Regions from separate parts of the Zea mays genome. Here region 1 is linked to region 2. Evidence: chromatin contacts called from public Hi-C data. All regions are on one chromosome and are shown on one strand. The core of a region is the stretch at or near the end of the contact, and the rest is flanking DNA. Distances in the headings are between cores, read along the strand shown. Region 1 holds the start of LOC103635341 (WRKY transcription factor 42). Region 2 overlaps LOC100284362 (aspartic proteinase oryzasin-1).

What was found. Hi-C and Micro-C count contacts between places; a contact is called where the count stands out from the background.
Region 1: a contact with region 2 is called in a Hi-C map of ear, with 3 times the contacts expected there. The contact joins the promoter of LOC103635341 here to the enhancer-like site in region 2. A contact is called at or near these places in 3 of 25 Hi-C or Micro-C datasets (ear, leaf and tassel).

The regions. Positions count from the first base shown.
Region 1 is chr8:72,348,000-72,350,699 of Zm-B73-REFERENCE-NAM-5.0, forward strand. LOC103635341 (WRKY transcription factor 42) reads left to right here and starts at 1,447. Exons shown (of 6, transcript XM_023300848.1): 1 at 1,447-2,061; 2 at 2,172-2,279. The coding sequence starts at 1,561.
Region 2 is chr8:72,282,480-72,285,179 of Zm-B73-REFERENCE-NAM-5.0, forward strand. LOC100284362 (aspartic proteinase oryzasin-1) reads left to right here. Exons shown (of 13, transcript NM_001157257.1): 10 at 1-94; 11 at 178-297; 12 at 406-494; 13 at 581-928. The coding sequence ends at 665. Among protein-coding and RNA genes, the nearest start is that of LOC109941436, 4.2 kb to the left of the region's middle. Within about 2 kb of position 1,287, at least 8 of the 20 cell types and tissues checked have an H3K27ac peak or open chromatin away from gene starts, as enhancers often do. A contact at or near this core is called in ear and leaf, where this site is marked.

The DNA of each region.
Region 1 (2,700 bases), core at 197-2,696, 66 kb after region 2:
AAGTGTACTGGAATTGATGCATTATATTGTTCTAGATGTGTGATGGTCTGTCTGTGGACTCAAGTGGTTGTTATTCTCTTTTTTCTTAACAGCTTCTAAATGTTAGTGGTTGTCCAGGTTTCCACATGTGTGTCGCGTAATCTCACACATCTTCCAGGTTTGTGGACTCAAGTGGTCTTATGACAATCACCAGCTTGCATCCGGAGGCAATGAGAAAGGAGTAAGATGCATGTTGATATGTTTCTTTTAGTTTGAAATGCACTATTATTAGGACTCTACATTGTTGTTTTCCGATACTAATGGTTGCCCCTTTTCTAGATTTTTGATTGGAATCCACATTCAGTACAACCAGTACTAAAGTATACGAGCACACAACAGCTGTCAAAGCTATTGCCATTTGTAAAAAAATGTTGGGCATTTTTTCTGTATCTTACATAATATGACCTTTTTCCTTCACAGGTCTAGCGAAGATGATTTTTAGTTAGGAAACAAAGGATGCTCTGGTTTTGTGTGTTCATGCAGTGGATGCTTATTTGTTTGCTCCTAAGCTTTGTCCTGTATGATGGATCTTCGTGCTTTTGTATTCATAGTGACATTGCAAGGGATATATGTTGAGCTTCTTCTAGCTTAGCCTATATGATTATGCTTGTCTTATGAAACTAGACCATCATGTTCGTGCTAGTATACTTTGTGTCTTCACTGATAGTATCAAGAACCTAAATTAATGTGTTATATATCTTGCTTTTGATGTAACATATGGATGGCTAAATTGATGTAATGTTCCTATGTAAACGAAGAGATATACTGTTGCTTTAGTGTTTATGTATATATGCACTTCCAACGATGGTTTTCCTGCATTTCATATTGCTTGTGGCCTAATTACTATAGCAAACCAAGAATTTGATATGCCTGAATATAGACGTGATCATAATAGGATGCACGATCATTATCATCACCAGCAATAGTGTACGACAACTATTGTCTCTTCACTGGGTGATATAAAATTAGTGTCACAAATTTTGTATATCATAGTGATGTTTATCGTTCTGTATATATATTTTATACTAATTTTTAACTTCCATGATAACGTACAGGTACATACCTAGTATACATATGTCTATGCACCCACAAGATAGTGGCGCCATATCAAATTTGCTTTAGCTTCGTCACTATCTAGAGCTTTTGGCTAAGATCGCGAGTATTAAACTAATAAAAGTTTAAAATATGAGATAAGAAGAGTAAGGATGCTGGAGACAGCTAGAAGCCAGCCGAACGGCTCTAACAGACATGACCAACAACCGCCCGCAACATCGCCATGCCACATACCAGTCTGCGATCGAGAGAGGGCGCCGGGCGCTGACCATTTCATTTCGCCCGCCGGTTCGCGCGGCGCCCCAGCAGCTTCCCAGTCTACCACACCTCCTTTTGCCCCTCCCTACCAGAGTCCCAGTCCCATCCCATGACCCATGGGCATGGACTGACCTCGCGCGACTGGGGCCGAGGTGACCGCGCGCATCAGCTCAGCATCAGCTCCCAGCCGCTGACTTGACGCGCGACTGCATGCATCTCATCGCCCTCCTCGTCCTATCGTCTCTCCCCTCCGGTCCGGCTCCGGCGTCCGCCCTGCCCCCTGGTCAATGCTCACCAACACTAGTGCGGCCTATAAAGGTGGACTCAGATCGTCGAGCCCAGGGCCAGGCCTCGCCTCGCCACGCACTTGTTTCCCCCCGCCCTGCCCTCCCCGGACGGCCGGACCTCTCCTCCGATCTCCCTCCGCGCGCCCGCCGTCGCCGTCACGTCATCATGGACTCCTCCTACCTGGGAAAGCGCAAGCTGGACGGCGGCGAGAGGGAGCCGCCCGCGGCTGCGTTCCTCCCGGCCGTCGCGCTCGGGTACGAGTACGAGTACGGCGACGCGGAGGCGGTGGACCACCGGCCCTGTCGCGCGGCGGCGGGCGAGATGGACTTCTTCAAGAAGGAGGAGAAGAGGGAGAGGAAGGCTGCCGCCGCCCTGGTGCCGTCGGACGACCTTGGCATCAAGGAAGATGAAGTCACAATCAACGTACGTAACCAACCCGCTTTGCCCGTCCATCCCCCAACTAGTTTGTCGGATCGGCGGTTCCCTACTTCTTTCCCTGACGCGCGCGCTCGCCGTCGCGGCTCGGTTTCCAGATGGGTCTGCACCACGTCGACAGGAGGAAGAGCAGTAGCGAGGAGTCCATCGTCATCGACGACGGCGTATCCTCCAACGATGTCGATCACAGGGAGGCCAAAGCTGAGGTGAGGGAAAAATGAATCAAAACTAAATCACCAACGCAACGAGACGAGACGTCACCCGTCCATTTGTCTAGTTGATTCGCTGGTTGGTTGTCCTTGACTCGATTTGCGATCAGATGCGCCAATAACTCTGCATGCAAATTTAAGGGTGTTTGAATGCACTAGAATACTAGAGGTAATAATTAGTTAGCTAAAACTTGGTAGTAGAACTAATGGATGTTTGTTTGAGATTATAATATTTCCATATTACAAAATTTTTTGGATTATATAATCTGGGTAGATTATAATCTCAAACAAACATCCCCTTAGCTAGTCATGGGTGAAAACGATCGGAAACAATAGATAAACACTAAAACTATTTTTCGTTTTCATATTTTTCCTCGACACTAGATCTAAAACGATAACTCCAGAAACGAAAAGAACA
Region 2 (2,700 bases), core at 37-2,536:
AATGTGCAATGCCTGTGAGATGGCTGTGGTATGGATGCAGAACCAACTGGCCCAGAACAAGACACAGGAGCTCATCCTGACCTACATTAATCAGGTGAGCTTAACCGACTTTTGAGCACGGGCCATGTTTCTGTACCACTTAGTACTCTACTGTGCTTAACCGTTCCTTTACGACAGCTTTGTGAGCGTCTTCCTTCTCCCATGGGAGAATCAGCCGTGGACTGTGCCAGTCTTGGGTCCATGCCCGACATTGCGTTCACCATTGGAGGCAAGAAGTTCAAGCTGAAACCGGAGCAGGTCGTGACCCCTTCTCCATCATCACACTCTCGGCCCTCAACCAACCCCCATTTGCCATCCTGTTGCATGCAGTAGCTGAACCTGACTCTTTTCTCTTCGGTTACGCAGTACATTCTGAAGGTCGGTGAAGGACAAGCTGCCCAGTGCATCAGTGGATTCACAGCTATGGACATCCCACCACCTCGTGGCCCCCTCTGGTAAAACTATGCACCGCGAAGCCTCTGGTCCTGACTAGTACGGTTCTTAATCTTTGCGCGTAACGTTTGTCTACTTGCAATTCCAGGATCCTGGGCGATGTTTTCATGGGAGTCTACCACACCGTCTTCGATTACGGCAAGCTGAGGGTTGGCTTCGCGGAGTCGGCCTAAGGAACGTATGGTTTGGCGCCTCCTCCAGAGGAGGCAAAACGCATGCGCCGAGAGAAAAGCTTCGCTTGTTTTTAACTTGTGTATTTATGCGGCCGGCGGTGTGTGTATATATGCTACATGTTTAGTGATGCTTTCCGAGACCTGAGACAATGCCCGTCTGTTTTAACCTGGCACAAGGAAATTTCTCGATGTGTTTGCCAAGCCAATCTTGTACCCAATTGTCACCGTGCATCCTGGCAACGTGTACTCAAAGTATTTTTCCTTGTGTTATGCGTGAGATCTGGCTGATCTTCCTCTAGTCCATATCGACGGGAAGGTGTCGGCTCTTCGCCATCTAGATTCACGTCAGGTCTCCGTTTCGGCCTGATCCGGCCGTTCCAGGAGTCTTTTCGGCTGGAAAAAATATTCAGTTTGGAATCCACTCCTTTTTGGCTGGAAAAAATATTCAGTTTGGAATTCGCTTTGAGCTGTTCGTTTCAACTCGAAATAAAAATGAAAATGGTCCGGTTTAAAGTTTTCCCTTCCTCCATAGCCTAGTAAAATCTGGGTTCCTTATCATCTGAGTGGTCCACCGTTTCCAGCCTGGAAGCCTTCCAAGGCAACCGAACAGAGCCAGTAGTTTTCTATTTAAGGCAACCGAACAGGGCCAGTAGTTTTCTATTTATGTATTCACGTGAGTAGTTTTCTGGTCTGTAGGGTATAGTTTCCGTGGTATGTTTGTCATATTTTTCTGCCCTGTTTTTGACAGTTAGCTTTAGCTTTATATTGGCGGCATGACTATAGAGCAAGGCTGAATTCTTCTTGCTCATCTAAAACTTTCAAAAAGTAACGTAGATATGAAGTTTAAATATATTTACTTGTCGCTGTCAGTCTGCCACTGGTTATGAAAAAACTAGTCGGTTACCCGTGCGTTGCGACGGCTCATAACAATACTCACTTAAACTATCCACAAAAAAGATTTCAATATTTTTTATTGGTTGTTTTCACTTTTCGCATAATATTTTTTATGAACGCATGGGTATCATAGGCAGCAAATCAGAGACTCACATCCCTCGCCTCCCCCACTTCCAAGATTTCATAGAGCAGAAGGGGAAGGGAAGAGGCGGGCATACCTGTACGTTGTCGGAGAAAGACACGATGAAGACATGGGTATCTAGAGGCAACATAGGTAATATACCGCTAGATATATAGTGAGAGAGCACGCAATCGGAGAAAGAAGCCTAGCCGGAGCAGCTCCAAACTAAGAGGCACCCGCACCAGACGTCAGTCCGAAAAAGGCGAGAGAATGAGAGTGTCTTCCCAGTTCTGGACCCGCCGAAGCGACACAACACTACCACGAAACTCCGTAGCATATGCCAATTGCTGCTACGCTAGGGCCTTAGTTGTCCAATATCTCAGACCTGGACTCCTCATCGCTAAGATAACCTAAGCGTGGCAAAAGCCACCATGTCCTCCTCGACGACACATATGGAGAAAGGCCAGGAGCATGATCGACACGTCGACGAGCGTCGGTCGGCTCGCGGTTGCGACCGTGGGCGGGGGCAGCAGGTTGGGGAGGAAGAATAGGGCGAAGGCCAGGAAGATGAATGGGACGTCCGACGACGACGAAAACGATGGTGCACACATGATGTGAAACGTCCTTGAGGACGTGCAATAGCCACTGCACGAGTCGGTGTCGGGGCTGGTGTCGGACAAATACGGGGAGAAGGCGCCTCCTCCTACGCCCTCTGTCGAGAATGGGGTGGTGCGGAGGTGGAGGCATGAGGAGAGAGAGAAAAAAGAAGTAGAATGACGAACGAGGTGGTGACAACTGAGGCAATGACCATCATTATCGTGCAGAGGTATAGATGGCCAAAAGGGTCGTGTCTGGCGAGCCGACTCGAGGCACGACCCATTTAATAGTGACTGGGCCAACCTAGCACGAGCGTCGTGTGGTGCTTGGGCCGTAGCCTCGGCACGTAGTGTTGGCCCGGCCTGACATTATTTTTTTATTTTACAAAAAAATCATATATACATATGTACAATTTATATTCAA